Linked DNA regions of Macaca mulatta: region 2 is linked to region 1. A link is a contact called in public Hi-C data. All regions are on one chromosome and are shown on one strand. The core of a region is the stretch at or near the end of the contact, and the rest is flanking DNA. Distances in the headings are between cores, read along the strand shown. Region 1 has its middle 400 kb from the start of TMEM182. Region 2 overlaps LOC144333684 (a long non-coding RNA gene).

The links. A called contact is a pair of places that touch in the nucleus more often than the background predicts.
Region 2: a contact with region 1 is called in a Hi-C map of fetal cortical plate, with 2.8 times the contacts expected there. The contact joins two enhancer-like sites. A contact is called at or near these places in 2 of 14 Hi-C or Micro-C datasets (fetal cortex germinal zone and fetal cortical plate).

Annotation. Positions count from the first base shown.
Region 1 is chr13:11,274,949-11,280,518 of T2T-MMU8v2.0, forward strand. No RefSeq gene overlaps it. Among named protein-coding and RNA genes, the nearest start is that of TMEM182, 400 kb to the left of the region's middle. Within about 2 kb of position 1,848, at least 8 of the 40 cell types and tissues checked have an H3K27ac peak or open chromatin away from gene starts, as enhancers often do. A contact at or near this core is called in fetal cortical plate, where this site is marked.
Region 2 is chr13:12,992,079-12,997,794 of T2T-MMU8v2.0, forward strand. All of the region lies in intron 1 of LOC144333684 (a long non-coding RNA gene), which reads left to right. Among named protein-coding and RNA genes, the nearest start is that of POU3F3, 19 kb to the left of the region's middle. Within about 2 kb of position 2,838, at least 8 of the 40 cell types and tissues checked have an H3K27ac peak or open chromatin away from gene starts, as enhancers often do. A contact at or near this core is called in fetal cortical plate, where this site is marked.

The sequences.
Region 1 (5,570 bases), core at 598-3,097:
TTGTGGGTGGTATGTGAGAAGTTTATAAAAAGATGACTCAGATGTTCAGTGAATGTTTTCCACCAGTTTTGCTTTCTCTATTTTTCTGGAAAATAGACTGTATAGTTTCACTCTGATGTTTCCCTCTTCCAACTCTGCCTATAGCTGGAATAATGAATATAAATGGCAAGCAAGTAAAAGTAAATATAAGCATTCAAGTTTGGCTTGCTTTTTACATCTTGAGTACTGCAAACTACTTAAATTTACATTTACAGAAGGCTAAAATCTTAATTTGATTTCTCCTACTAAAGGTCTTAAAATTCAGTCTGTTTCAACATGTGGAGAGTTTACTATTTGCAGGGCTGTGTGCTGGAAGGTGTGAGGGATGCTTGGAAGAATGTCACTGTCCCTGGAATTGAAGAAAGTGGCACAAAAAATCTTCACCATTCAAGAATAGGATTAGTGCTATAGGATACTTGGAAGCAAATTGCCATGAAAGCCCAGAGAGAATAGGGACACTTTTTAGATGAGGGGACAGTCTTCCTCACTTTAAATAGTGGAACATTTACAAGAAATGACAATCAGCAAAGGGAACACCAAGAGGGCAGAGCACTCACCAAAACCATGGGGCAAGGCCAGGCCATGCAGGAAACAACAAGCCCTCGTGTTGAACAGAATCCAAGCCAGGTGACTGGAAGGAGAGACTGAGGACAACTTGGGTCCAGGGACCAGGAGTTTAGGTTTCAGTATGAGAATGGCTGAGAGCTGAGAAAGATGTTTCAGCTGAGGATGCAGGGCCTGGTCCAGGGTGGATCCCAGGGTGGCTGTGCTTTGGGTTTCCCCTGGCTCAGCCTATAAGAGCTTGAGAAACAAGAGTCAGTGGTGGCCCTGGAAGCTGCTGTATTTATTCAGTCCTATGCAAATATATCGATTATTCCAGAGAGATTATACAGGCAGGTATATTATAGGCTTCTCCTCATGGAGAACAACTGTCCAATGTAGAACAACTGTCCAATGTAGAACGGCGCTCCTAACCCACTGTGTGAAGCACAGTTGTATTACTAGCCATTATAAGAGTTGGAACTTTGAAGAAAAGGTCTGTGAAATAACAGCATGCAAAATGGCAGCCAAGTCCTAATCACACTTGAGTTTCCTGAAACACAGAGCCTGCGACTTAAAAAGACGGTCTACCCAATTTGGCGGGGACCGACCATTTTGCAACTGATTCTTCCTTCCTGAATTCCTTGTCAGGACTTACCTCCCATGACAAGGGTTCACAATTGCTCTCACCGCGCTTTCCACACGCCCCCTCCCCTGCACACACCCTTTTTTTATGCCTTGGTGCTCATCAAGAGCTCGCCTTGCTAGTTCCTTTTCTTCTCTCCTCAAGCAAACATACTATGTAAAGTGCTACGGTAAAACGTTCCAGGAACGAATGCAAAGGCCGAGGTGACAGGGGGAAGTTCCTTTCTTCAAGAAGCAATATCGTAGAGGTGGGCTGTCAGGGAGCCTGCAAGATCTGAAGTTTCAGGGACTGAATGAAAGAAACACTCGGCTAACAAAACAGTGCCGCCGAGGACGTTTCATCTGCTCGGGCCAAATCCCTTCTTTCTTTCCATCCTTTCTTTCCTAATAACAGCTGCCCTCTCATTCCATGTTACTCTGCTGTGAAGAACAAAACCTCCCTCTGACTATCTGTTTTTCTTTTCTTCCCCAGAGTAGGTCTCATTACTGGTGATTAGCAGATGATTAAAACCAATTCAGCTTCCCCCAGTAGATATTTTCTCCCTGTTTGTGCCTAACGCGTCAGCCTTCAATGAACGTGCTCCTAAGCTTATTAACAGGCTCAGAGGATTAGCTGCCGCCAAGCTCGGTGGCTCCCATATTGTGATGCAGGGAGTGACATGGAACCATTTGCTGAGCGCAGACAGGACCGCTGGGACCAAACTATCTAAATCACAATTTTATTTTCCATGTAGAGCAAGATAAAAGAAAACCCAACAATAATTACAAAAATCAAACGTTTGGACAAGTCTGAAAATATCCTTATACTTAGTGGCAGAAAACAGGCTAAACCAATCAGGAAGGGCATCAATGTGCGTGTGTGCGAGGGTGCGTGTGGAGTTTACATGAATGTAAAGTCATGTGGTTTATCTATGTTCATGCCCATGTACAAAGATAAAAGTTCTCGTTTAGCCTCTGCATTCACTCTGGTACATAAACAGCCTGTGTTTGCACGGGTCCCATATGGATAGATCTTTCTTTTAACAGAGACTAAAGAATCGTGAACTTAGAGTATAACAGCCTATGAATTTTGGTAATATTTTAACGAGCATCTAATCCTCCAAAACTGTGAAACTTGAGTTAGATATTGGCAGATACAGACAAAGGAATTCCAAGTAACTGGTTTCACTTTTGTTTCAAAATCACAAATACACCATACGGTTTTTAAAGTTTGGGAGGAATGTCTCCCTATCTGAAAGTGTTTTATTTCTTGGATCGCTAACTAAACAATAATAATAGTCACAAAAGAATAGTGATATATTTATTAGCTGGGACCAGAATTAGTAGATTAGAAAGCAAAAAGGAACATTGCTTCAGTTCTAAAAGGAGAAAAACCTCATAGTCTGACTCTGGTAGATGCATTTAAAAGGTTGTGTTCTGGGGGGACAGGATTGCTTTATTGTTACAAATGGTCTCTTATTCTAAATCTTTCAGTTTTTCTCATTTAGTTTTTCCCACCTTTTCAATGCAGCTTAACTCTGAGCGTGCTGGAGCTTGAAATCTAGTTTCCAATTCATAATAGCAACAGGGTTTGCAGAAAATGTCAACAAATCCCTCATCATCAAGGAACGTAGGAAATGTGAAAGGTAAGTCATGTCAGTCTCCCCTGGCTGCGTGATGGAATAAGTCTGTGGATGAAGAGAAGGAAGGAAAAATCCTAGCACAACAGATACTACAACCAGGCTCTGAAACCCAGCAGTGCCAATAAAACAAAGGAAAACCCAACGAAACAATAGGGAAGTTATGAGGAATTAGAGGAAGATATTGTCAGTCACTCAAAATGGCACAATCATATTTTATTTAATTCCAATCATTTAATATCTAAGGGAAAATGACAGACAAGGAATTCTTATTGGTTCAATTTTACCAGCATTAAAAAATTTCCAGGAATACCCCTGACCTTGGATGGCCCCAATAAGTAGGTAATTGCTAAAGGATCAATTCTCTCCTCATTAAACAATAGGCCCCAAACAAATGCAATATGTGCAATCAAACGACAGTGAAGCACAGCTGAAGGTAACAGAATACAAAGAAAGCTTTAAGAATGATATTCACAGAAGTGCTGTGATAAATACCAGGAAAACATTTATAATCAAGGACCCATAACAGTGTAACCGGGATGTACAGGAGAAAGTGATGGTTTAATAAGCTTCAAAATCATTTCACGACATGCCTATGAGGCATAACATACATGAAGAAAGCATTGCAGATGATTACACAAAGATAAATATTGTTTCATGAAATACTTTTGCTTAGAAGTATTTCACTGGGACTTGAGAGAGTTTCAACGTCAGTATAGAGACAAGTTCATAAGCAGGGCAATGCCAGCCTCAATAGATGAATAAAAGAAACTATGCTATGGGAAGGGAAAGATATTTCTGTTGCCTCCTCAGCCAGCTCTGCACAGCACAAGGCCAGTGCAACATTTTGAACTGAGGTCCTCTCACCTACTGAATTAAGCATCACAAAAATGGAATCGCTTGCTTTTTTCCCGCAATTCCTCAAAACAACTCCACAGAAATGGTGGACCAAAATGCAATGACTGTCATGCTGCTTAAGGAATCCTAGAATTATTTCTGACTTTCTTAATAGAGAGAGTCATTTTTTCCTTCACAATTTGCCCTGTTGTCTTCTTTTCAGTGCTTTAGGATAGAATTGCACAATCCCTACGTTAGCACCTGTCAGGAGAAAATGCTGCCTTCACACTCCCGCTCTCATTATCACCAGGGTAAATGGAGGTTAGCAACTATAGACTTAGGTTTGGACCTGCTCTGAAAATTACTAATGGTGTAACCTTGATGAAATTTACTTCGCCTCTTTGAATTTCAGTTATGTCATCTGGAGTATGAGGGAAACCATACTTCTTTCTTAGAATTAGCAGGATTAATAACATAACGAGGGTTAGTCAATGTTCATGAAGGACTCAACAGAGCATGTGGCATACAGCTAGATCACAGTAAATGCCACTGGTATTATTAGTAGTGTCGTCAAGAGAGACAGACTTCATCAAATACTTTCTGATGTAGATGAGACAACACTAAAGGAGTTATTTGAATCAATGAAAATGCTTATAAGAAGTTTGAGAGAGAGGAGCCATCTCTGATAAACCTGACTCTTGCAGGAGTAGAAATGTGGAAGTGGATGAAGCAGAAAGATACAAGTATAAGGGACAAGGTGCTCATTAAAGATCAATAACAATCCAAGGCAGTACTGTAAAGCAATAAATGGGCCTTAGAGATCATAAATACAATCAGGGAGGGGAGAGGTCGCTAAGAGCTAGGAAACATGGTACTAGAACTGGGTCTTGAAGAGAGAGGTGTTGTGAAGAAAGCAGAAAAAGAGCCTTCCCAGGAGGGTCATCCAGGCATTCTCTTTCTCTTTATGTAGAGGATTCTGTCCAGACAGCAACCCCCTGGATACTTCCAGAGCAGGGGACTTGTATGCTATTATGTGTGAATGAATATTCCACTGGTGGGTGGGTTATTACTATTATTATTAATGATAATTCTACTTTAAACCACAGCCAATTTAACCCAACCATTTGGAAGAGCTACATCACTCTATTATCCAATTGATAATTTCAGGGTTTTATTCACAGGCACAATCATGAGAAAAACAAGGAGAAGACAGTCTGTTGGTTGTGTACATATGCATCAACTTTGCTTTTTGAGAACATAATTGGGGATGAGAGTCACAAAGAAAAGATCATTAAGAGTTACAAAGAAAAAAAAAAAGGAAAAAAAGAGAATTAAAAAAAAAAAAGAACCCACACACATTGCCTTCTTGTGCCATGTGCCAAGCCCTGGGAGGCCCGTTCTACTTCATTTGAGCTGGAGGCAGCACCCGGCCAAGGAGGGTGGTAAGGGAACAGGGCGCTGCCTCAGAGGCTGCAGACATCAGGGCAAGGAAATAACAGGCACATAAGGGCAAAGGAAAGTGCTGTGTTGGGAGAGAGCTGTAAGGGAATTTTCTTCCATTTAAACATTAGGCAAAAATAGCAAACATAGCTCCTGGCGGAGGCTGGCCCTTCCCCATTCCCATCCATCCAATAAACAAAATATCCTCAGCTAACTGGGATCTCTAAGAATCTACAGATCGGTAACTAAGGCCCTTAGTGATGTGTGGGTTAGCAACCCAGTCAATTCCTTCCTGCAGTCTAAGAGCAGAGGGGAAGCCGGGAGGAGGGTGCACACTGGGTGGACCTGGTGAACCCCCTACTGTTAATCCCAGAAACAATCAAACGGTGAGGGGATGGAGGGTACTAACATGTTGGCAAAGGCAAAAACATGCCTGCTGCACATTGCTGG
Region 2 (5,716 bases), core at 1,588-4,087, 1.7 Mb after region 1:
CTCTTTCTTCTCATGGACTCCAGCAGGAATTTATTCCCTTCCTCCCTCCAGGCCTTCTCCTCCTATCCCAGAATGAACCGGACTTCCATGTGGGATAAGAAGGGGTGTCAATCAACAGGCAAGGAGGGTTGGCAAATCATCTTCAGTAATAACCCCAGCTACACAGTAGCCTTTACACCAATATACTGTTCTCAGTAACCTTTTCTTTTCAGTCACGTAACTTATGGCAAGTTAAAGGCATTTCAACTCATGAGCAAAAAGAAAATTCAAAACATAGGCCTAATTCCTTCTTTCTCTTTGCTGTCTGGATTCCCCATTCTTCATTTCCTCACCTTCGAAACATCCCAATAGCCATTACCCCATCTGAAGAATTAAAACACTTGTTCCTTAAAATCTTCCAGGGTCTGCCAGATTGTCAGAGTAACTGAAGAAAGCACCCCTGCCCCATCCCAGTTCTGCATCCAAACCAAGTACCATATATTGTGTAACCACCATCATCAATTACACTTTGCATAACTTGGCAGAGCCAGAAAGGAAGACTCCATTATTTACTAGCAGTAGCAATACACTTTACTGAGAAAAATAAGTTCAACATTGACCATGAATACCTACTGGAGAACTCTTTGAAAACATAACTTCTGTCTTTTTTAACCTCTTATTTTGGGGAAGGAATGCGGTAAAAATCTCAGGTAGCAGAATTTTAAAACAGCTTGATTACCTCAATCGGGTTTGGAGTCCTCAACTCCAGTCATTAGTAATAAAGTCATTAATAGTCATAATTGGTATTTAATTGCTTGATCTGATTGGTGCTTTATTCCTGACTCCATTTAGTTTCATGGAGAGGTACAGGTGGTGCAGTCAGTAAACGGAAGCCAGCCATTTGCAGGCAACTTTTCAAGCACAAGGGAAAGTACTTTTGTTATATTTGCAGACATGAGTCTCACACATTTCCCCCCTGCTTTTGGTAAACTATCTAAGAATAAACATTACAGATCTGGGTTTTAATTTCTCCAGATGGGATCATAAAGTACCTAGGAGGGGTGTGTGTGTGTGTGTGTGTGTGTGTGTGTGTGTGTGTGTGTGTGTGTGTATCATATAGAATTGAGGTCACATGGCTGCTGTTCACACTGCAAGTCAAAAAGAAACTCAGTGCTCAATGCGAACGCAGAAAGAACTGAACAATTGAACCGCTAGTGGAATCCAGTATCTGGGCAAGTTCACTTTATTCCTTCGCAGGAAGAGGGTCAGCAGCGGCCAGCGAAAGTTTCCCCCGCTCTTTGAAGAGGGAGATGAGACCTGCCAGACCTTCCCACGCGCGGGCCGCCTGGGTTCTGGGGCTTTCGTGACCTCTTCCCTCATCGTGTTCCCCACCCCCGAACACACACACACACACACACACACACACACACACACACAAAATCTTCCTTACTCGAGAAACTTGGTTTCAACCTGGCTTCCCTTTTCAAAACCCCCCCGAAGAACCTCCCCTGCAGAGATGCCCCGCGCCCATCAGCTGCGCCCTCCCTCTCCTATGCCCTGAGCCTCCTGTCCGCTCCCCAGTGCTCTGGACTCACCCGGCACGGTCCTTCCATTCCACACACAGACAGGAAACCGGCCTCTTCGGGACAACATTTGAAACCACATTTTATCAACATCATCAAAGACCAGAGCACACACTTCGGGTTCTGAGCTCCGGAGCCCGCTTCTTGCAGAAAACCGGGTATGGGGGAAGGGCCGCAGGGGCGAGAAATCCTGCTTCCAACTGCGATTTCAGCTTTCTTATGGAAATGAACACGACGGCCCGTTCGCCCCGAGCCCCCCTCCCGTTCCCAGCTCCTCTTCAGTCTACCCTTTCCTCCCGCTAACCCCCGCCCTCCCCGTCCCCGAGTTCCCGCGGCGGTCAGGCTGGTGGGGACGCCCTCGCTCTGCGCCCGGGTCTCGGCGCGCGCGGAAACACGGACCGTGGGCTCCCCTCCGCCCCGCTGGCCCGCGCACGGTATTAAATATTCATAGGGATGCTACTTTCTTAAAGGAGAACCTACCGCGCAGGAAAGTTCACAGCCAAGGAGAGGCACAAAAGAAGGTCTCCGCGCTGGTTCTCGAGGGAGAGGAGACGCATCCCTTCTCCTGGACAGTGCGCGTCCAGACTGGCATTAAGGAGAGGACTAGGGGATGGGATCAGTTATCGTCAAGTCACTTATTTTAGAGGGGGTGGGAGAAGAGGTGAACTTGGTGCTGGAGAGAAAGCGTGCTCCTTAATCACCCGTTATTTTAAAATTAGCTGTCGCATCTGACGCCCTAGGGTCCCCAAGGGCCTTTTCATAAGAGAGTCTGTTTAATGTAATTGGCTTTGGGAGCCAGAAAGTTTGCCCTGTGTTTCTGGAAACACGCCCACGCAGTACGCTTAGGAAACTTTACACTGAACGATTGCCTTGGAGCGGCGAAAACCGCTACAACCAAACCTGCACCTGCCCAATTCTCTTAAAAACAGAGCAGCGGCTGTGAGCGCTGGGGCGGTAAGGGTGGAGAAAGGGGCTGTCGTGTGCGTCCCAGCTCTCCAACCCGCACGTCCGGGACCCCTTTCCGCCCGCGCACCGCGGTCACTTGCAGCCAGCGCTGGCTGCTTGAGCCCGCGGCCGGGTCGCCCGGCTTCTCTCCGGGATAGTGGCCAGGGCCTAGGCGCGAGCCCAAGAGGGAGAGCGAAGGGAAAAGAAGGAAGTTCTCCGCCGGCCGCGCAGCTCCTCCCGTGAGCGCGCTCCAGCCCTGGGCCGGGCCGACTCGCGACGGGGCCAAGCGTAATGCCAGGCGACTCGCGTGCCCTGTGCCCAGCCCCGCGCGCGCACTCGCATTCACACACATTCAGACTCACACCCCACAGTTCTTTTTGTTCCGGGCCAGGAGCACTTTCACAAGTGGTTAGAAAGTCTTGGGCGCCATCTAACGGGAGCAGCAAAAAGTTGACGCTGGGTGGAGGTTAGGATCAACCAGGAGCCCAGGATGGGCGGAGGAGGTCCTCTCTCACTCTCTGCGCTCCCGGTCTTGACCCCCTGCCTCCCAATTACCACCACCAAAAACATACACACACACTCGAGAACTGCGGAGCCTCGGAAAACCTCCTTGCCAGGGCCTGGGGGCAGCTCTGACTGCCCGCTCAGGGACCCTCCCCTGAGCCCCAGGCTTGCCTGCCTTCAGCAGTTCCCTAAGGCGCACAGAAGAGGAAGGGTCGTTTTGCGCCTGTCTGAATACGGCCCCGGTGTCCTGCAAGCTCTCTCTGGGTTTCCTTTGGCCTGTGATGGAAAGTCCGAAGAGGCCCGGGGCAGGCGCACCTGCTTTTGGAAAGGAGCAGTCACGGAATTAAGGAGTCTGCAGCCAGAGGGGCTTTTAGAGGAGAGAGAGGGAGTTCAAAGAGGATAATGGCAAGGAAGCAATTGAGGACTTGGTCCAGCCGTGGCCCCAGGAGAGCTGAAACCTGCGGGTCTCCTGGGAGGAAGGGGTTGTGTCCTGAAGAGCTGTCCTGGGGATTGGGAGCTGCTATTTGGAGGAGCATCACCAGTGGTGAAGCGCAGGAGGGACCTCTGGAGAGGACAAAGGAAGCTGGACACAGGACAGAAGCACCGAGGGAGTTACTCGCCCATCCAGAGGGGGCTGGAGCTTGAGGAGGTGCAGGCCGCCCCACCAGGATACCCAGCCACTGTGAGGGCCAGTGGTCATGGGAGGGAATCGCGACCATGCACTCCTGTTGGGTCAGCGTGTGGAGTCTGAGAAGTTAGCAGAACGGGAGTGTCCCTGGCCAGATGTGAAAGCAGGAGAAGGGCGGAGAGGTGCCAGTAAGGCCCAAACCCTTTCTCCTGGGACCCCGCAGCTGCCATTGGCCCTGGAGTTGAACACTATGGGGGACTTATCTTTATACCTCCAAGCAAAGGGTGAGGCATCCGGAGGTAGCTGGGCAGGTGGTTTATTCCAGGGGAAGATGATAGATCTCACCAGTCCATGCTCAAAGCTGTTAGAGGACTGAGGCCTTCTATCTGTCTTCCTGTGTTTATACACAGATTAAAATACCTATTCTTCCTCCGTCACGAATGTTATGGAGGTAGAACACGATGTCAGATGTTCAAAACACTTTTTTATAGTAGTAAAATATATATGACATATAATTTACCATTTTTACCCTTTTATGTGCATAGTTCAGGGGCATTAAGTACATTTACATTGTTGTGCAACCATCACCGTCATCCATCTCCAGACCTTTTTTGTCTTACAGATCTGAAACTCGCTACTCATTAAGTAATAATTATAATTCCCACTTTCCCCTGCCCCCAGCCCTTGGCAACCACCATTCTACTTTCTGTCTCTGTGAATCTCACTACTCTAGGGACCCCATGTTAGTGGAATCACACAATACTCATCCTTTTGTGACTGGCTTATTTCACTTAACATCTTCCAGGTTCATCCATATTGTAGCATGTAGCAGAATTTCCTTCCCTTTTAAGGCTGAATAAGACCTCATTGTGTGTATTTACTACGTTTGGTTTACCCATTCATCTGTCCACGGACACTTGGGTTAGTTCCCACCTTTTGGCCATTGTGAATGATGCTGCTGTGAATGAGGGAGGGCAAATGTCTCTTGGAGTTCTTGCTTTCCATTCTTTTCAGCATATACCCAGGAGTAGAATTGCTGAATCATAAGGTAATTTTTTTTTGTTTTTTGAAGAACTTCCTTAGTTTCCCCCAGAAGCAGCACCATTTTTCATTACCATCAGCTGCGTATGGGAGTTTTAATTTCTCCACATCACCAACACACCAACACTTGTTAATTTTTGTTTCTTTAGTAACAGCCATTCCAGTTGGTGTAAAGTGATATCTCATTGTGGTTTTGAAACATTTTTTTTTATAAGAGCAAACGTAGGCCGGGCGCGGTGGCTCAAGCCTGTAATCCCAGCACTTTGGGAGGCCGAGACGGGTGGATCACGAGGTCAGGAGATCGAGACCATCCTGGCTAACACAGTGAAACCCCGTCTCTACTAAAAAAAAATACAAAAAACTAGCCGGGCGAGGTGGCGGGCGCCTGTAGTCCCAGCTATTCCGGAGGCTGAGGCAGGAGAATGGCGTGAACCCGGGAGGCGGAGCTTGCAGTGAGCTGAGATCCGGCCACTGTACTCCAGCCTGGGCGACAGAGCGAGACTCCGTCTCAAAAAAAAAAAAAAAAAAAAAAGAGCAAACGTACAAATACAATGAAATAAGACTTGGCAAATTAGCTACAAGTTTTAGCAGAATGGATATATCCCAATACTTACTATAAATCTCTTTTAACTTTTGTTTTGTTGCATTGTGTTTTTGTTTTGGTTTGGTTTGTTTTATGTTTTTATGAGACAGAGTCTCACTCTGTCATCCAGGCTGGAGTGCAGTGGTGCAATCTTGGCTCATTGCAACCTCTGTCTCCCGGGTTCAAGCGATTCTCCTGCCTCAGCCTCCCAAGTAGCAGGAACTACAGGTGCACACCACCACACCCGGCTAATTTTTTGTTTGTTTTTTTTTTTTTTTTTTTTTTTTTTGAGACGGAGTCTCGCTCTGTCGCCGGGCTGGAGTGCAGTGGCCGGACCTCAGCTCACTGCAAGCTCCGCCTCCCGGGTTCACGCCATTCTCCTGCCTCAGCCTCCCGAGTAGCTGGGACCACAGGCGCCCGCCACCTCGCCCGGCTAGTTTTTTGTATTTTTAG